2 separate regions of the Mus musculus genome follow, and region 1 is linked to region 2. Evidence: chromatin contacts called from public Hi-C data. All regions are on one chromosome and are shown on one strand. The core of a region is the stretch at or near the end of the contact, and the rest is flanking DNA. Distances in the headings are between cores, read along the strand shown. Region 1 overlaps Lhfpl2 (lipoma HMGIC fusion partner-like 2). Region 2 overlaps Arsb (arylsulfatase B).

Region 1 (4,910 bases), core at 2,314-4,813, 260 kb after region 2:
GGGGAACTGGACAAAAGCCACAGGAGGCTTCTGTTCTTTTCATTTTAATCGAGAATCTGTGAAAACCACAAACCCTTCTCCCCAACTGATATTTGGAGTTTGGAGTTTAGAAGTATTATTTAGAAATATATTTACAAATAGCACTGATACGAGATGATTTCATCCTGGAGTAAGAATAAAGACTTATTTATCATCTAGGAGCAAAACCCTGTTTACAGATCATTTTTTTTGCCTTTGCCCAGCAAATGGCGTTGCTGTGTGACCGCGACAACCCAAGTTCAGTCTTTAGAACGCATATAAAGATGGACGGAGAGAAACCAACTCTACAGTGTGGTGCTCTGACCTCTGATGGTGTACGGTGCCAAAGGTCCTTTTCATCATGTGGGCATGAACACACAATGAAGACAACATTTTCAAAGTCACTCCTTTTTTGAATTGGTTGTCTTTTTGGTTTTCAAGATAGGCTTTCTCAAGAAGGGCTGGCCTTGAGCTCAGAGATTCCCCTTCCTTCTGACTCCCAAGCGCTGAGATTAAAGGCACCACCGCTGCTTCTAACAGTCACTACGTAATCACCAAGAAGGCTTTGAGTGGGAACGAAATAGTTCCCTTATTTTAATCCTGGGCCCTGCTTATAAAAGTAGCTCCAGGCTAAGAAGACTCTAGTCTGAATTGAGCTAGTGGCTCATTTGTTGATGTATGTACTTCATATTACTGCTAAGCCATGACTCCCTCCACCATAGCTATCTCCCAACCTTTAGCTTCTGATTCGTGATGAAGGATGAGGAAGCTCCAGGAATTCATTTGTTTTTCCTTCTAAAGATCCCCTTATAGGCTTTATTTAAAGGTCTGGGCTGGAGCATAATGGAAAGGTTTTCTCGGTAAATGGAATTTCGAGGCACTGCTTTCTTGGCTCTGATCAGGCAGTCAGGCCCTTTGTCAACACAGAGTCAGGATTTGGTAGTGGGCACTGCAGTATGTGTATCTTTCTGATTGTTACCTGACCATAGCCAGAGGCCATACCGCAGGAAAAGCACAAAGCTATGGCAAACAGCAAAACTACCAAACTTGTCTCACTTTCTAGGCCACGGGCGGAAGGGCATCTTGCTTTGGTGGAAGACAGTTCTCATCTGTCTCTTTTGCAGAATCAGATTCCAAAAGGTGGAAGAAATTATATGAGATTTGAAAAACATAAGAATATACTTTCTCAGAAGTATCTTCTTGATGAATATGTGTCCCCTCCCCCTTATAGCTTCTAGGAGCAGGCAGTGGGGCTGGGGGCATGAGCCACTCCCCGAAACGTGCACACATGTGTTGGTAGATCACGCGTGATAGGACAGGTTTTTGGGAGCAAGCCCGCTGCTGGGCACCCAGACTTTCAAATAGAGAGGAATGGAACTGGAGGCGCTTTCAGACTCTAGGCAGACACTTCCAGGACTTCTCTCTCCTTGATCTTTTGCCAGGGGCAAGCACATGTCCCCAGTCAGAAGCTCTTTTGAGATACTGAGATAAGAATGGTGTGTTTGTCTCTCTGTCTCCCCCGCCCCACCCCCTTTCTCCCATTCACACTTTGTCTGGACCAAGAAGGTAGATACAGATGGTATAAGAAAGGTTATATTTTATTACGGTGAGGGTCAGCACACAAGCTTCACACTCTAAATTCCCAACCTCAATCCTAAGCCCATCTCCTCAAAGCTGCTCACCCATGTGGCATAGCTTAGCTGAAGGTCAGATTCAGTCTGTAAGAGAAGTCTCTGGTTCAAGAGTCGGGATCCCGGGGAGACTGTCCGGCCGCAGGGCGGGTCAAGGTGGTGCCTCTCCAGATGTGCAGAGCAGAGCGATGCTCTTGGTCTCAGCTTATATACTGTCCAGTGGGGTTCTAAGACTCTGTCTGGTTATCCTGAGTGCACATGTCACTAGGTTCTGGCTATCAGGTACAGCCTTGGGTGTAGTGGGATTCCAGACTAAGCTATTTTTACATGCCTAGAAGGGACTTTTATTTTTTTAACCATGCTCATTGCACAACTCCTCCCTCTCGGATCTTCCTAAACGTAGTTCAATTCAACCATTTTAAGTGAAACTGAAAAACAAATTAAAACTCCCCACAACAGAATATTCTCTCTGGCAAGGAAAGGAAATTATCAACTAAACTTCCTCAAGGATCCCAGGCAGCAAAATCGTAAACCAGCGTCTCTCAGACTCTTGGCAGAAAACCAGCCTTGCTTCTCCTTGCTTCTTAGAACACACCCCCACCCCTAGTATATTTCTCTCTCTGTGTGTGTGTGTGTGTGTGTGTGAGAGAGAGAGAGAGAGAGAGAGAGAGAGAGAGAGAGAGAGAGAGAGAGAGAAAGCCCCATCTGGCTTTCTGTGTATACCAGGGACCTGAACACTGTCCTTCATGCTTATGGGCCAAGTACTTTACCCAGTGGGCTATCTCTGCAGCCTAAGGTTCTTTCTGCTCTGTCTTTAAAAATTAAAAAAAAAAAATGAGAATCTGTTAGTTCTTATTCTTCTTGTGATTGATATCTTGGTTTTGCTTGTGAGAGAGAAATAAAATCAATGTGCTGGCGTGTCCTATCTTTAATTGATTCTTTCTGCAGGTGAAACGCAGCAGCCGTGCCGGAGAAGGGAGCATAATTCATATCTTTGTGACTCTGTCCAAGTTCTGAGAAACTGTTCAAACTCAGTTTTGCTGGTATTTACCAGTTGAGGTCCAGCCAACCCCTGTACTTGCCTTTCCTTCCCAGAGGGCATGATAAGGAAAGAGGGGGAGAAGAGTTCAAAGAACGAAAAACAGAGGTTTCATTAGGGTAGCATTGGGGGTCAGGTAAACATGGCTTTCGAGTTTCATTGAAGAATTCCAGAAAGCCGAGGGCAAAGTCTCCAGAAGGGTTGTAGCATGGTGGGAAGTTCTTCTTTAAAAGAATGTCAGAAAACGCAATATAATACTCTTAGGGAACAGAAACTATTAAAGTAGGAAAGGATATAACCCTCCCCCCAGGTTTCTTTCTTTATTTGAGAAATTTGGAAGACCCAGAGAAGATCGTCTCTAGTGACCAGAACACACGTCTTTATTGCACACTTGCTCCCCAGCAGCTGTGGTGTCATTGAGTTTGTGAACTTAGATTTTCAGTGCAGATTCATCGCAGACCTGCCTTGGAGCCAGCAGCATGTGTGCTCTTGGGAATCCAGGCACCTTCTGTGGACCTGCCGTTGAGGGCATAGGCTACCTCCTGGCTGTCTATCAAGAGAGCCGGCGTTAAGGCGATGCCCTGTTTGTCTGGAAAGCGTCTTCCAGGGGACTTTCGGGTGCGTGGCTTCTGACACCATTCCACCTAACTCCATCTGGAAATCTCTTTCTCATTTCACTTAAAAAAAAAAAAAGCTAAAACAGTCCCCATTGATGCCAAAAGAAATGAAACCATGAGTTAAGCAACTCGTGGAAATTGTGGAATTTCTGTCGAGGAGATCTTCAAAGTGGAACATAAAAATTAGGTCGCTTAAGTAAGTCTGCTTGGAGGGCGACCAAAATGGTCTTTCGCAGTGTTCCAGATTTATTAACCACTCAGGTTAGTACTCATATCTCAGGAGATCAGAAGAATAGTCAGTCCTTTGTTTGCGGCCATTGATGTTAAATGCTGAGCTCTGTGGTGACTCCTGCCTTGTGTGGTAGTACTGCGTCTGCAGGTCGAGGGGTAAATGGGAGGGATACAATCAGAGAAGTTCTCCTTGTAGAAAACAGCATGTGTTCTCTTCAGAGGATGGCGTGAAGAAGGCAATTGGCTGGCTAAAGCCCAGAGAAGCCACCAAACGGCCACGATTCGGTGTAGAAACACGATCCACGCGCAACTGTTGTACCGCAAGGATGTTTAGATCTGGGCTACTGGACACTCTTGACTCTACAGAGTTAAGCAGATTGTCTGGAAGAAGCCAGTAGAATCATCTGGCTCCAGTATGAGCCTAGAATGATAAAAATTGAAAAGTCAAAGAAAAGGTTCTTTGTGGGATGCCAAACCACAGTGAACATAGCTTTTGGTGACTTTGCTGAATTCCCCCTGAGCCTGGAGCCATTGGCTTCTCCTTCTGCAAATTACATCCAGATCTTCCTCCTACTGCATAGTGGCTGGCCCATCTGCCTGCCTCCCACTGACCTCAAAAGAGACAAACTTCCAGGGCTAGCGAACACTCGCACCAAAGAACGCGGAGGTTTTCTCAGCCGTGGAAACAGAAAGCTGTGGAAGGTGCTTAGCAGAGAGGAATTCAAGCGGTAAAAGCCCCGGTTTTTATTTTTATGTGTGTTGGTAATTTTGAGAACTTCATGAGTTTTTCCACATTCCATTTTTAGGGTAAAGGTTTTGGAATTTTATTTGTTTATTTTTTAATTCTTTCAAAAAATCATTTTATGTGCATGAGTGTTTTGCGTGAAGGTATTTATATGCTACCATACGTATGTCTGATGCCCACAGACATCAAAAGAGAGTGTTGGATCCCCTGGAATTGGAGCTATTGCTATGGATGGTTGTGAGCTGCTGTGTAGGTGCTGAGAGTGGAACTCTGGTCCTCTGCAGGAGCAGCAAATGCCTTTAACCACTGAGCCACCTCTCCTGATTCTTGTTTATTATTTTTGAGACTAGCTCTCTTGTACTTGAAGCTGGCCTGAGGCTTTCTGTCCTCCTGACTCAGGCTCCTCAGAGGTGAGATTGCAGGTGTATACAGGTCCACCCAGAAAGATTTAGGAACTTACCTTAGTGACTTGCTGAATTCCGCCTGTGCCCGGAGCCATTGGCTTCTCTAACTTCTCTGACTTTAACTTTAGATTAAATGTCCACTGCCACTCTCTCCTGATCTGCTCTGTGCGTGTGGGACGTCCTCAGGGATCCGCAAATCCATTTTCCTTGGGGTTTATTTTCCCT
Region 2 (4,453 bases), core at 1,285-3,784:
CCATCTAGAGACTGCCATACCCGGGGATCCATCCCATAATCAGCCTCCAAACGCTGACACCATTGCATACACCAGCAAGATTTTGCTGAAAGGACCCTGATATAGCTGTTTCTTGTGAGGCTATGCCGGGGCCTGGCAAACACAGAAGTGGATGCTCACAGTCAGCTATTGGATGGAACACAAGGCCCCCAATGGAGGAGCTAGAGAAAGTACCCAAGGAGCTAAAGGGGTCTGCAACCCTATAGGTGGAACAACAATATGAACTAACCAGTATCCCCGGAGCTCATGTCTCTAGCTGCATATGTATCAGAAGATGGCCTAGTCGGCCATCATTGGGAAGAGAGGCCCATCGGTCTTGCAAACTTTATATGCCTCAATACAGGGGAACGCCAGGGCCAAGAAGTGGGAGTGGGTGGGTAGAGGAGTGGGGGGGGGGGTATGGGGGACTTTTGGGATAACATTTAAAATGTAAATGAAGAAAATACCTAATTAAAAATAAATAAATAAACAAATAAAAAAGAAGGACCGCAGGGCATTGGCTTTCCAAGAGTAAAGACATACTGATGCAGAAAATGTTATGAAGCAGAAATGTTTGAAAATACTGCGATTTTAGTAAAAGGTCCATGAATAGATTAAAGAAAGTCGGAGATAAACCTACTCAACAAACTATAAGAAAACAATGGCCAAATCATAAACTGCTGAAAACCAATGAGGAAAAAAAAATGTCTTAAAGATAGCAATCATATTAAAAAAAAAAAAAAAAAAAAAAAGTAAGCCCGGAGTTTTCCATTGTGTAGCTGCTCATTTGGAGCTGCACAGCATCTTGAAAGCCTGGATTTGGTCCCCAGCACCACTCCAGCAGCTGTGATGGTGCCCTCCCACAGTGCCAGGACTTGGGTGGAGGAGGAGGGCCCGGCGGGTCATCCTCCACTACATACTTTGGGGTCAAACTAAGAAACATGAAACCTTGTTTCAAAAGATTTTTTTTTTTAATTTAAAATTTACACTTTGTGCTTGTAGCATTTTCATTCAGTGCTTAGAGTTGAGCCCAAGGCCTCAGACATACCTGGTAAATGCCCTACCACTGAGCTATATGCTAAGTCCAACTTCATTGATAACAGATAAAGAACTATAACTAACTAGGGGCTTCCCACAGTGTATAAGGAATGTGTACCATACACACCAGTGTGGAGGGATTCCTAACACATTGTGCAGAGGAAAGAAAGCCAGACCAAGATTATACTTTGTGCTTTTAAATTTTTATTTATTTATTTATTTATTTATTTATTTATTTATTGGCAGTTTATTATATTATTATAGTGCTATGAAGTACAAAACCAAAAAATTGTTTGTTTATTTATTGTTTTTCTTTTTTAAAAAAGATTTATTTATCATATTATGTGAGTACACTGTCACTGTCTTCAGACACACCAGAAGAGGGCATCAGATCCCATTACAGATGGTTGTGAGCCACCATGTGGTTGCTAGGACTTGAACTCAGGACCTCTGAAAGAGCAGTTGATGCTCTTAACCACTGAGCCATCTCTCTAGTCCCTGTTTATTGTTTTTTGAGACAGGGTTTCTCTGTGTAACAGCCCAAGCTGTCCTGGAACTCTCTCTATAGACCAGGCTGGCTTCGAACTCACAGAGATCCACCTACCTCAGCCTCCTGAGTGCTGGGATCAAAGGTGCATGCCACCACACCTGTGATTTTATTTTTAATGAAACATTCTCACAGGAGCAAAACTTTAGAGATGGAGAGATAACCATGGAACGAGGGACAGGGGTTGAATGTATAACTTGAATACAGAAACGTCGCATAGGAGTCCTCCTGGGGTGCCCCGTTTCTTGAGTATGATTGTTGTTCCGTGGTTGTCAAAAGTCATAGAAATGCATGTAGAACAATTGGATTTTTATCATCTGTAATTTTAAAAACAAAACAATAAACCACCACCAGCACACCATCTCGTGTCTGAGAGGGTTAACGTATTTCCACGGCCATGTGAAATACAGGAAAGATTTGTGTAATCCCTTATCTATTTTGAAGTCATTTTCCACTTGATTCATATTTAAACTTTCAGGAAGCCAAAAATGGAATAAACAATGAGGCCGTCTCTCTGGCTACATGCAGAAAGCTTTCCAAAACTGAATCCTGTGTTTCTCATGCCTGATGCATGTTTTATCGGGATCAACTTGCCCTCAAAGGACTCCACTGAGAAACGGGGTTTCAAAGTAAGGTCACTGAAGCTGAGAGAGACTCACTGGCTCCAGGACATAGCTGCCGGTCTGTGCACACGTATGTGCATGTGTGCTTTATTTATAAGAAGCCAAGTCAATGTGACAGACCAGTGAAAGCATGACAAACTGGCTGTGTCCCAAAACCTAGGGGTTTTCATAGTTAGGATAGTGTTTGAAATACCTGTCCAGAGGTGTCTACCCTGAGCCTCAAGACTCATCCCTGACATCCCTGAACCAGGCAAGGCAGAGTGGCGAGCGTGGGTGGTTTCTGTGATGCAGGCTGTGTGCATTCCTGTGACACCAGGAAGAGCTTTGCTACTTGTGAAATGCCTCGTCTAGGCTAGCACATTCGGGATGGATGCTCCATTGCAATGGTGCCTAGCAGGGACTGCACTCTTTCCTTTTGAAGTCACATCACCTGCTTCCTCTTAACCCTGTGATGGGTCTTACTGATTCTTATAGGCAAGCATAGTGTCCCAAAAACTTAGCTTAAGAGACCTTTGATCTATCCTGATGCACAAATTATTTTATGTTTTTCTGTAAGAGTTTCATGGGGTTTGTTTTACTTTTAAGTCTTTAATCTGTCTTTCCTTTTTATTTTGTTTATGGGCTGGATAGTTTTATGTCAACTTGACACAAGCTAAGGTCGTTTGGAAAGAGGGAACCGCAATTGAGAAAGCGCCTCTATCAGGCTGGCCTTTAGGGCATTTTCTTGATTAATGATTGATGTAGGAAGTCCATCCCACTGGAAACAGTGCCAGTCTTGGGTACTCGGTCCTCTCCTGTATAAGATGCAGGCTGAGTAAGATGGAGGGGAGTAAGCCAGCAAGTAGCTCTCCTTCATAGTTCTGTTTCTTTTCCTGCTCCAGGTTTCTGCCTTCAATTCCTGTCTTGATTTCCCTCAGTAATGAAGTATAAGCCAAATAACCTTTTCTCCCATGTTGCTTTTCATTAGTGTTGTTAAAGATTTGTTTCTAGTTGATGTGTATAAGTGTTTGCCTGTATGTATGTGTGTATGTGTAGCACACACACACTGCACCAGGCTAGAAGGGGCATTGGAGCCCCAGCAACTGTAGGCCCAGACAGTTGTGAGCCAGCATGTTGGTAAGAAAACCAGGCCCTCTGGGAGAGCAGGGAGTGTCCTCCTGACCACAGAGCCATCCATCTCTTCAGCCCTTCACCCTGTGTATCCCAGCAACTGAAACCAAACTAGGACATCACACAATTGCTAATTGAGGTATAATTCACATACCACAACATTTAAAAAGCGTGCAGGTTTTTTTTTGTTTGTTTGTTTTGGATTTTTTTTTGGGTTTTTTTGTTGTTGTTGTTTTACTAGTTTGTAGTATTTTCACAAAGTTGTGCATTTGCTGTCATCATCCAGTTCCAGGACATGTTTGTCAGCTCTGACAGAAATCCTGCACCCATTATCAGTTGCTCCCATTCCTGTCCCTCCCAATCCTGCAGCCACTGTCTACGGTTTCTATATAGATTTTCCTGCTTCGGACATGTCATATAAATAAAACCATGTGGTATTTGGTCATTTATGTCTCACTTTCGCTTACTGTAATGTTTTACCATGTTGTAGCATGAGCCTGTACTTTATTGTCTTCTGTGGTGGCATAAAAGTAACTAGTTTATCTGGAACCTTTCTGAAGAGCCACCTACATGTTTTCCCAGGGAGCCATAGTGATGTACGGGGAGTGTTGCGTCTCCAGCAGCAGCATGACTAGTTGTCACGGCTCCACATGGACACCATCAGGTTTTTAGTACAGTTGTACTCTGCGGTACAAACGTGACATCCCTGGGGTTTTGGTTTGTGCCTACCTAGTGACCAGTGATGCTGGGTATCTTGTATGTGTTCATTGGCCATCTATAAACCTTCTTTGGAGTGATGTCTCTTCCCACCTTTTGCTCCTGTTTTAATTGACTTCTTTGTCTCTTTGTTGTTAAATTGTAACATAACTGGCTTCAGTTTTTTAGTATATGTCATGAGGTCAGAATTAGTCAAGGTTTGTTTTGGTTTTGTCCTGGAGTTTTTTTTTTTTACTCAACATAGTCTAGCAAACTGTTTCCCTTTGTCAGGCTTAATACCTTTGTTAAAATTCAAATGCTCTTACACCACAGAGTAACCACAGATTTCTTTGTTCAGATTTAGAAGTGTAATACATAACTTCTTTTCTTCTCATCAGTGAAGCCAGGATGGCCTGGGTTC

What was found. A called contact is a pair of places that touch in the nucleus more often than the background predicts.
Region 1: a Hi-C map of uterus shows a contact between it and region 2, with 2.9 times the contacts expected there. The contact joins two enhancer-like sites. A contact is called at or near these places in 1 of 15 datasets of contacts at CTCF or cohesin (the NIH/3T3 cell line), 5 of 484 Hi-C or Micro-C datasets (bone marrow-derived macrophages, embryonic stem cells, myocytes and 1 more), 2 of 115 datasets of contacts at active chromatin or transcription factors (both in embryonic stem cells) and 2 of 9 other capture datasets (adipose tissue and embryonic stem cells).

What each region holds. Positions count from the first base shown.
Region 1 is chr13:94,103,093-94,108,002 of GRCm38.p6, forward strand. The region is part of intron 1 of Lhfpl2 (lipoma HMGIC fusion partner-like 2); the gene reads left to right. Among named protein-coding and RNA genes, the nearest start is that of Lhfpl2, 48 kb to the left of the region's middle. Within about 2 kb of position 3,564, at least 20 of the 459 cell types and tissues checked have an H3K27ac peak or open chromatin away from gene starts, as enhancers often do. A contact at or near this core is called in uterus, where this site is marked.
Region 2 is chr13:93,844,842-93,849,294 of GRCm38.p6, forward strand. The region is part of intron 4 of Arsb (arylsulfatase B); the gene reads left to right. Among named protein-coding and RNA genes, the nearest start is that of Mir5624, 56 kb to the left of the region's middle. Within about 2 kb of position 2,535, at least 5 of the 459 cell types and tissues checked have an H3K27ac peak or open chromatin away from gene starts, as enhancers often do. A contact at or near this core is called in uterus, where this site is marked.